Regions from separate parts of the Mus musculus genome. Here region 2 is linked to region 1. Evidence: chromatin contacts called from public promoter capture Hi-C data. All regions are on one chromosome and are shown on one strand. The core of a region is the stretch at or near the end of the contact, and the rest is flanking DNA. Distances in the headings are between cores, read along the strand shown. Region 1 holds the start of Twnk (twinkle mtDNA helicase). Region 2 holds the start of Hps6 (HPS6, biogenesis of lysosomal organelles complex 2 subunit 3).

Region 1 (4,354 bases), core at 890-3,389:
CTGAGTCACACTGCCTTTGACACTAACCATTGAAAGGTTTTATGTTCTGCTTCTAGTTTGGAGTTAAAAGACTGGCTTATGCTGAAACTACGCCTACACCGTGAGCCGAGCACAGTGGCGCACACCGTTAGTCCCAGCACTTGGGAAGCAGAGGCAGACAGGTCTCTGTGAGTTTGAAGCCAGCCTGGTCTACATAGTGATCCTGGACAACCAGAGCTACATAGTGAGATCTACATCTTGAGAAAAAGTACAAATTTTTGAATTGTGACTTTGAGAGGCTAGAGAGATGGCTCAGGTGGATAAAAGACTGACTGTTCTTTTAAAAGACACAAGTGCAATTCCCAGCACCAACATGGTGGCTCACAACTGCCTGTAACTCCAGTTCCAGGGGACCCTACACTGTCTTCTGGCCTCCATGGACACTGCATGCGCACCGTGCACAGAAATACATGCAGGCATGTATTTATACACATGATAGATAATCAATCTTCAAATATAGTCTTTTTTTTTTAAACACTGCTTTTTTTTTTAAAGATTTATTTATTATATGTAAGTACACTGCAGCTGTCTTCAGACACACCAGAAGAGGGAATCAGATCTTCTTACAGATGGTTGTGAGCCACCATGTGGTTGCCGGGACTTGAACTAAGGACCTTTGGAAGAGCAGTCGGGTGCTCTTACCTGCTGAGCCATCTCACCAGCCCCTTCAAATATAGTCTTAATGACTTCAGTTTTCTTTTTCTTTTTTATTTCATTTTTAGTTTTTGAGACTGGGTTGTCCTGGAACTCACTCTGTAGACCAAGCTGGCCTTAAACGCAGAGATTCATCTGCCTCTGCCAACCAAATGCTGGGATTAAAGGTTATGCACTACCAACGCCAGGCTCATCTTCAACTTCCTAAACTGCACACAAACACGGATATAAGGTGCCTTGCCCAATGCCATACCAGCAAGAGCAACAGGGCATCCCGTGTCCTTCAGAAGACAGCCTCCAGACTCTTTCATGTGTTTTGAAGTCATTATTATTCGTATTTCAGAAAACACGGTCCTTGTACAAGTGTTGTACACTTCTCACATCTCAGCTTGCAAGGAGGCCAATTGAATCAGAATTAGGGTATTCACAAGGTCACTGCACCTAGCTACAAGTGGGCAAAGGAAAAGGTTCTTCTTTATCTCAGGCCACGCCCCGGCTGGTAGGCTCCACCCACCTACTCGGCCTGAGCTTGAAATCCAAAAGAGGAACCAATCCTATCCCTCTCACGGTCCAAAGCGCCTGGTTCTTTACTGTGCTTGCATCGAAGCTGGAGCAGAATCCCGGAGTTCTCTGGGCCGCAGCCCGTGGAGGGCAGTCCGTTTGTTGGTGAAGGGGTGCCACTGGCCCTGGATGCTCGGGTTGTCCGTGTGGAAGGGCTTGCGGATGCGGATCACATCCAAGCCGGACTGGTCTGCCAGCTTCTGCACCAACGACTTGATCTCCTCCACCGACTTGCTGTTGACGTTTTCCTCGCGCACAGCCCCATTAACTGGGAGAGGGACGTGGAGGGGATGAGTGGAAGGCGCCAGGTCGGAAATCAGACAAACAGAACGCAGCGGGCAAGCCGGGATCCCGCGCCGCCCACCCCCGCCCTAGCTCGGCCCCACTCACGGTATTCGGCCACTATTCGTGGCATGGCGCACGGGCGCGGGTTCACGTATACTACGACTCCTGGGTTCCGTCGGGCGAAGTCGGTCACCTCGCGTTCCACGAACTCCCTGCGAGACCCGGCGAAGGTGAGTACGGTGGCCCGAACCCAGCCCCATAGCTCCCCGCCTCCCTTTCCGGCGCTCCCGCTTCCGCGTGCCTCACCTGGCGCCGCGGGACGAGGGCGCATCCCGGCTGAGGCTGAGGCTGAGGCGCTGCAGCTGCTGCACGTAACGCCCTAGCCCATTATGGAGGACGCTGGTCAGAAAGCGGCTCGAAGTCCCGCGACCGGTCATGGCTACGGTTAGAGAGCCAGGACGCGGAGCCGGGGGGCGGGACTAACCGGTGACTTCCGGTTCCGGGGTTGTGGCATGGGCGCCCTGGAGAGTTTTGCTTCCGGAGTCACCGCGAGTAGCGCGTGCGAGCGGGCGACCCACGTTGCGGACAGAACACTAGAAAGGAGAGTGGTGACGCGAAGCTGGGGGCGGGAGCGTGGAGCTTTGAAGTGGAGGGCAGAGCAAGGGAGCCAGTGAGGAAGCCGGGCCGGAGCGCGTGACCTCCAGCAGTGTGGAGAGTGCCTGTGAGCGCTGGGGGCTCGGAGCGCCTGGAGTTGGGGTTCAGACGGGATGCAGAAAGCGGTAGAGATGAGGTTAGCCAGGAGAGTCCGTAGAGGGGTAGTAGACGTGAAGAGATGATACAGAGAAGCCGTTTAGATCGAGGGACCGTAGAAGGATCTAGAAGTGAGCTGGTGGAGAGAAATCCGTAAAGGACCTAGAGATAGGAGAATCCTCAGAGAGAGGCGTAGACGCGAAAGGGCAGTGTAGGTGTGTAGGGATGAAGTAGCAATACACAGGCAACCGAGGGGAGTAAGAACTGTGTTCGTGAAGAAGTTTGAGGAGGGATAAAGAGAAAAGCCAGTAGGAGTGATTTCTGCGAGTGCCTTGTAGAAGGTTTCCTAGGGTCTGGTTTAGTGAAGGCACTGAACCAGACAACAAAAGCTTTTGCAGTAGTGGCGTCCCACTCCATTAGGAATGTGGCTTCTTCTCCGACGTGCATATCCCCTCCGGATCTTGCTGCCACTGCGTGGCGAGTGGGTGGGTAGGAGGGGCCTGCCCAGAAGCTTGGCGCCAGGCCCTCCCCGCAGAAGGTACAGAAAAGAAGCGCTCCCAGCCTTAGAGATGCCAGTGTCGCCGGTGACTACGACTGAAATCCGCCAGTATTTACGTGCACATGGGATCCCCTTCCAGGATGGCCACAGCTGCCTTCGAGCACCAAGTCCCTTTGTGGTGTCCTCAGACATCAAAAATGAGAAAAAGGACGCTCCCACTTCCTTCTGCCTCTTCATTGACAAGACCACAGGACACTTTCTTTGCATGACCAGCCTAGCAGAAGGGAGCTGGGAAGACTTGCAGGCCAGTGTGGAGGGACGAGGGGATGGGGCCAAAGAGGGTGTCCTACTTAGGGAAGGCCCAGAAGCTGAGGTTAGGGAGGAGGTCTTGAGGATCTGGAACCGAGCCATACCTCTTTGGGAGCTTCCAGACCCTGAGGAAGCCCAGCTAGCTCGTGTGATGTTTGGCCTTACCAAGGTGACAGATGACACACTCAGGCGATTCAGTGTCCGCTATCTTCGATCTGCTCGAAGTCTGGTCTTCCCTTGGTTCACCCCTGGGAGCTCAGGATTACGTGGCCTGAAGCTACTAGGGGCTGAGGGTCAGGAAAATGGAGTACAGTATGTAGAGACCACCATCCCCCGGCCTGGTGTCTATCACAACCTATTTGGATTACCACTGATCAGCCGGAGAGATACTGAGGTGGTTGTGACAAGTCGTGAACTGGACAGCCTGGCCTTGAGCCAGTCGACGGGGCTGCCAACCCTTTCCCTACCCCGAGGGACAGTCTGCTTACCCCCAGCCTTACTGCCTTACCTTGAACAGTTCCGTCGGATTGTGTTCTGGTTAGGAGATGACCTTCGATCCTGGGAAGCTGCCAAACTGTTTGCTCGAAAACTCAACCCCAAGCGATGCTCTCTGGTGAGGCCTGGGAACCAACAGCCTCGTCCCCTGGAGGCCTTAAACCAAGGCTTAAGTCTTCCCCGTATTCTTCGTACCGCCCTACCTGCCTGGCACAAGTCTATTGTGTCTTTTCGGCAGCTCCGAGAGGAGGTTTTAGGAGAACTGTCAAATGTAGAGCAAGCGGCTGGTGTCCGTTGGAGCCGCTTCCCAGACCTGAATCGTCTGCTGAAGGGACATCGGAAGGGCGAGTTGACGGTCTTTACAGGTGACTCTATAAGATCACTGCTTCGGAGCTGGAGAGACGGCTCAGTGATTAAGAGTACTGGCTGCTTTTGCAGAGGACTTGGAGTTATATTTCCATCACCCATATAGTGGCTCACAACTGTCTGCAGCTCCAGTTCTGGGGGGATTTGATGCCTTCTAAGGACACCAAGCGTACCTGTAATCCATAGACACACATGCAGCTAAAACACCCATATCCATAAAGTAGTATTATAAAAATATCAGTGACTTAGGTAAAGGATTAGACAAGATGGTGACAAAGTATGTGGGGTTTGGCCATTGGCAGTGTCTATGTGCATGAATGCTTCGCTTATGTGTGTATATCACTTGGAACTGGACTTGCAGATGGTTGTGAGCCACCACGTGGGCGCTGGGAATCA
Region 2 (4,354 bases), core at 1,248-3,747, 1.0 Mb after region 1:
CATTCATACATTAAAATAAATTTTCAAGATTTTACTTTCTATACTTTCTATTTGTGTTGTGGCTGGCTGATTGTGCAGGCCCAAAGAGAGTGAATTCCTGTAGCTAGAGTTGTAAGCATTTGTGAGGGTACTGAGAGCCAACTCAAGTCCCCTTGAAAAACACAGTGTTCTCAATGGCTGAACCATCTCTTCAAAACCCCAAAATAAAAATTAATCTTAAAAAAAAAAGCATGCCCTCCCCAAACAGGGGAGCCTGACAAATCAATCAGTATTCGGGGAACAGGGTATGGCAGTTCATGCAGATACAGGAACGACAGTTTATAATTCCAGTGTTTGGGCAGCTGAGGCCGACGGATTGTCAAGGGTTCAAGGACAAGCCAGGCTACAGAGCTACAGAGTGAGAATTTGTGTCCCCCCCCAAAAAATATATATATAAACATATATATAAACATATATATATATATATAAACACACACACATATATACATATATATGTATATATATATATTGCTGAGGAAACACCTCAGTGCGTGAGTACGGACTTTCATCAGTGCTGCTGAACCTGATGTTGCTACTCCAGCTGGCGGTGTGAACCTGGGAGAGCCAGCCTGAAGCGTCCGTGAACTAAAGTTTTATGCCATAGCCAACTTCATTTCTCGCAGCAGACAGTTTTTACTCTAAGGGTTAAAAGGAGTCAACTAAGTAAAGTGTCCAGTCACAAGGACAAGCCGCATGTGGCAAAAACAAAAACATGTTTTTCCATAGAGGCGTAAAGACAACAATAGTCAGTTGTAATCAATAACATAAGTTAATTTACTCCTCTCTGATACAGCTGGGGAGGGTGCAGAGGTTATCTTGTTTATTGTTTATAGACTCGTTTATTCGGAGTTCTCCCACAAGGTCTCAGCTCCTCACAGCTTCATCCGTGAACCACGTTCCCACACCTGAGTTTGATTCCTGACACCTGTCTCAGTCACTCTTCTATTGCTGTGAAGAAATACCACAACCAGGGCAACTCTTTTTTTTTTTTTTTAAGATTTATTTATTTATTATATGTAAGTACACTGTAGCTGTCTTCAGACACTCCAGAAGAGGGAGTCAGATCTTGTTACAGATGGTTGTGAGCCACCATGTGGTTGCTGGAATTTGAACTTCAGACCTTCGGAAGAGCAGTCGGGTGCTCTTACCCACTGAGCCATCTCGCCAGCCCCAGGACAACTCTTATACAAGAAACCATTTAATGAGGGGCTTGCTTGCAGTTTCAGAGCATCAATCCATTATCATCATTGGCAGAGAGCACGGTGATGCACACGGCAGTGAAGCAGTAGCTAAGAGCTCCAGTCCCATCCACAGGCAGACGGGAACCTGGACCTGGCATGGGGGGTTGAAATCGCAAAGCTCACTGCCAGTGACACACTTCCTCCAAGGAGGCCACACATAACTAATCCCAGTTCTTCTCAGAGAGTGCCACTCTCTGATGACTAACTATTCAGATATATGCGTCTGTGGGAGACCATTCTTAGTCAAACCACCACAGGAACCACGTGGTACAAGGCAAGAACCAGCTCCGAAAGTTGTCCTCTGGCCTCTGAGTGGGTGTTGTGGCGTATGCCCATAATATTGCACGCACACAAACACAGACACACATAGATACACACACAAACACACACACATTCAATATAATTTAATTTAAATTTTTAATGAGGAAGGCAGTGAACAGGAACAAAGTAGAATAATATATATATGTGTAAAAATGCCAGCCATAGCTTGGTCAATAAAGTGCATACCTCAAAAGCTTAAGACGCTAATTCTATCCTCAATGCTTGGTATTGTGGTTCGAGTCTATAATCCCAGCGTGGGAGACTGAAGCAGGAGGATCTCCCGAGCTCATTGGCTGGCTAGCACAACCTAGTGGGTGAGAGGTCCTAGTGAAAGAAGTTCTCTCAAAACAGTGTAGAAGGTTGGCTTCTGAGGAAAGACACTGAGGCTGACCTCCAGCCTTCACAGGTGCACACAGGACTAAGAATATGGAGGAAGGGGATGCGATCATGAAATTCATTACTTTGTATGCTGACTTCAAATTTAAAACATATGTATAAAGACCAGGGATGGTAGTGATGAACTTTAATCACGGCACTTGGGAGGCAGAGACAGGAGAATCTCTGTGAATTTGTGGCCAGCCTGGTGAGCGGAGGGTTGTTAACCTTACAGTTTTTCCACTAAATTTCCAGGCGGTTGAGATTTGCTATTTGGTCAGGGCTGATACGGTGTCAGTACTCAACCACAAATAAGGTGAAAGAGCGAGGTTCAGAAAGAAGGGAGACGTTTTGAGACATTCTCACGGTGCCTAGGAAACTTGAATCCAGAGCGGGGACCCTTGGGTGCTGCGGATGCTCCTCCCTCGGACATCTTCCCGCAGCTCCGCCCCCGGCGCGCAGCGCTAGCGGGGCGTGCCCTGGGGCAATCCCGGACCTCGCCTGGCGGGGCGGGGCCGGGCGGAGTCGACGTTCAGTCCAGGGCTTGGCTCACCTCATTCACCAGGGACGGAAGTGTCAGCCCTGCACTCCCCCGGGTACCAGGACTAGCAGTCCGGCCTCGCCCCACTGGGCGATCAGGCCTTGGCTAGCTCCTGCGGCAGAGGCGTCATGAAGCGTGCAGGAACTCTGCGCCTGCTTTCGGATCTGAGCAACTTCACCGGCGCGGCCCGGCTCCGCGAGTTGTTGGCGGGGGACCCAGCTGTCCTAGTCCGCTGCAGCCCTGACGGCCGCCACTTGCTGCTATTAAGACCCCCCGGATCGCCCGCCCCACAGCTTCTAGTGGCTGTGCGTGGGCCCGGCCTGCCGCTGGAGCGTGCCTGGCCGGAGGGCGACCCCTCGCCGCTGGACGTCTTTTTCGTGCCGTGGCTGGCGCGACCCGCGCTGATCTTGGTATGGGAGAGTGGCCTAGCAGAGGTTTGGGGCGTGGGGATGGAGCCTGGATGGAAGCTACTTCAGAGCACTGAGCTGTGTCCGGATGGTGGAGCCCGCGTGATGGCCGTGGCCGCAACCCGAGGCCGCCTAGTTTGGTGCGAGGAGCGTCAGCCGGGTGTTAAGGACCAACCAGAGCAGCTTTCAACGGCCTTCAGCCACCGTGTGTGCTTCAAGACCCTGGAAACCAGCGGGGAGGCTGGCACCAAACTAGGCTGCACCCACATCCTGCTACACCATTGCCCCCTTTTTGGACTGATAGCCTCCCGCAAGGACCTCTTCCTGGTGCCTACTACCAACACTTGGTCTGGTGTGGCCCACCTTCTGCTCATCTGGAGCCCAAGCAAGGGGAAGGTAATAGTTGCTGCTCCATCTCTTGGTCTTTCACACAGTAAAAGCCTGAATCCCAAACAAGGGGACACTTGGGACTTCCGGACCCTGCTGCGAGGCCTTCCTGGATTCCTGTCCCCCAGGGAGCCACTGGCTGTACACACTTGGGCCCCATCTTCGCAGGGCTTGTTGTTGCTTGACTTGAAAGGGAAGGTGAGCCTAGTGCAGTGCCATGGTGGTACTCGAACCGTGGGAATCCTGCAGGAGGCCCCTGTAAGCCTAAAAGGGTCTGCAGCCCTGGGGACATTTCACGGCACTTTAGCCTGTGTCCTGGGCTCCACCTTGGAACTACTGGACATGAGCAGTGGGCGGCTGTTGGAAAAAAAGGTTCTCAGTACAGACAGAGTACATTTGCTGGAGCCTCCAGCCCCGGGCATGAAGAACGAGGAAGAGCTGGAGACCCGAGGAGCCCTACGATTGCTTTCAGCCTTGGGTCTCTTTTGTGTGTGTTGGGAAACTCCCCAAGGCCTTGAGCTGCCTTCAGACAAGGACCTGGTGTTTGAGGAGGCCTGTGGGTACTACCAGCGTCGGAGCCTTCGAGGTACCCAGCTTACCCCAGAAGAACTGAGACACAACAGCATGTTTCGGGCACCTCAGGCCCTGGCCTCCATCCTCCAGGGCCACCTGCCCCCGTCTACACTCCTGACAACCCTGAGGGCTGAGCTCCGGGATTATCGTAGTATAGAACAGCTCAAGGCCCAGCTGGTGGCTGGGGACGATGAGGAGGCTGGCTGGACTGAGTTAGCGGAGCACGAGGTGGCCCGCCTGCTGAGAACCCAGTTGACAGGAGACCAGCTGGCCCAATTCAACACCATTTTCCAAGCCCTTCCTACAGCAGCTTGGGGTGCCACCCTCCAGGCACTGCAGCTCCAGCCAGATAGGAGTGGCAGGCTGAGGTCCCAAGCACCCCCGGATGTATGGAAGAAGGTCCTAAGGGCTCCAACAGCTGGAAAGGAACATCCCAATGGAATACTGCCGCCCTTTGAACTCCTGTGTCA

What was found. Promoter capture Hi-C pulls out the DNA fragments that hold promoters and counts their contacts.
Region 2: a promoter capture Hi-C map of pre-B cells shows a contact between it and region 1, with 3 times the contacts expected there. The contact joins the promoter of Hps6 here to the promoter of Twnk in region 1. A contact is called at or near these places in 1 of 39 promoter capture datasets (pre-B cells), 4 of 115 datasets of contacts at active chromatin or transcription factors (embryonic stem cells, extraembryonic endoderm stem cells and pancreatic cancer cells) and 1 of 9 other capture datasets (adipose tissue).

The regions. Positions count from the first base shown.
Region 1 is chr19:45,004,419-45,008,772 of GRCm38.p6, forward strand. It overlaps Twnk (twinkle mtDNA helicase), which reads left to right and starts at 2,140. Exons shown (of 5, transcript NM_153796.4): 1 at 2,140-3,957. The coding sequence starts at 2,712. It overlaps Mrpl43 (mitochondrial ribosomal protein L43), which reads right to left and starts at 2,024. Exons shown (of 3, transcript NM_053164.3): 1 at 1,846-2,024; 2 at 1,645-1,751; 3 at 596-1,522. The coding sequence starts at 1,976. The coding sequence ends at 1,281.
Region 2 is chr19:46,000,981-46,005,334 of GRCm38.p6, forward strand. It overlaps Hps6 (HPS6, biogenesis of lysosomal organelles complex 2 subunit 3), which reads left to right and starts at 2,498. Exons shown (of 1, transcript NM_176785.3): 1 at 2,498-4,354. The coding sequence starts at 2,646. The region is part of intron 1 of 4930505N22Rik (RIKEN cDNA 4930505N22 gene); the gene reads left to right.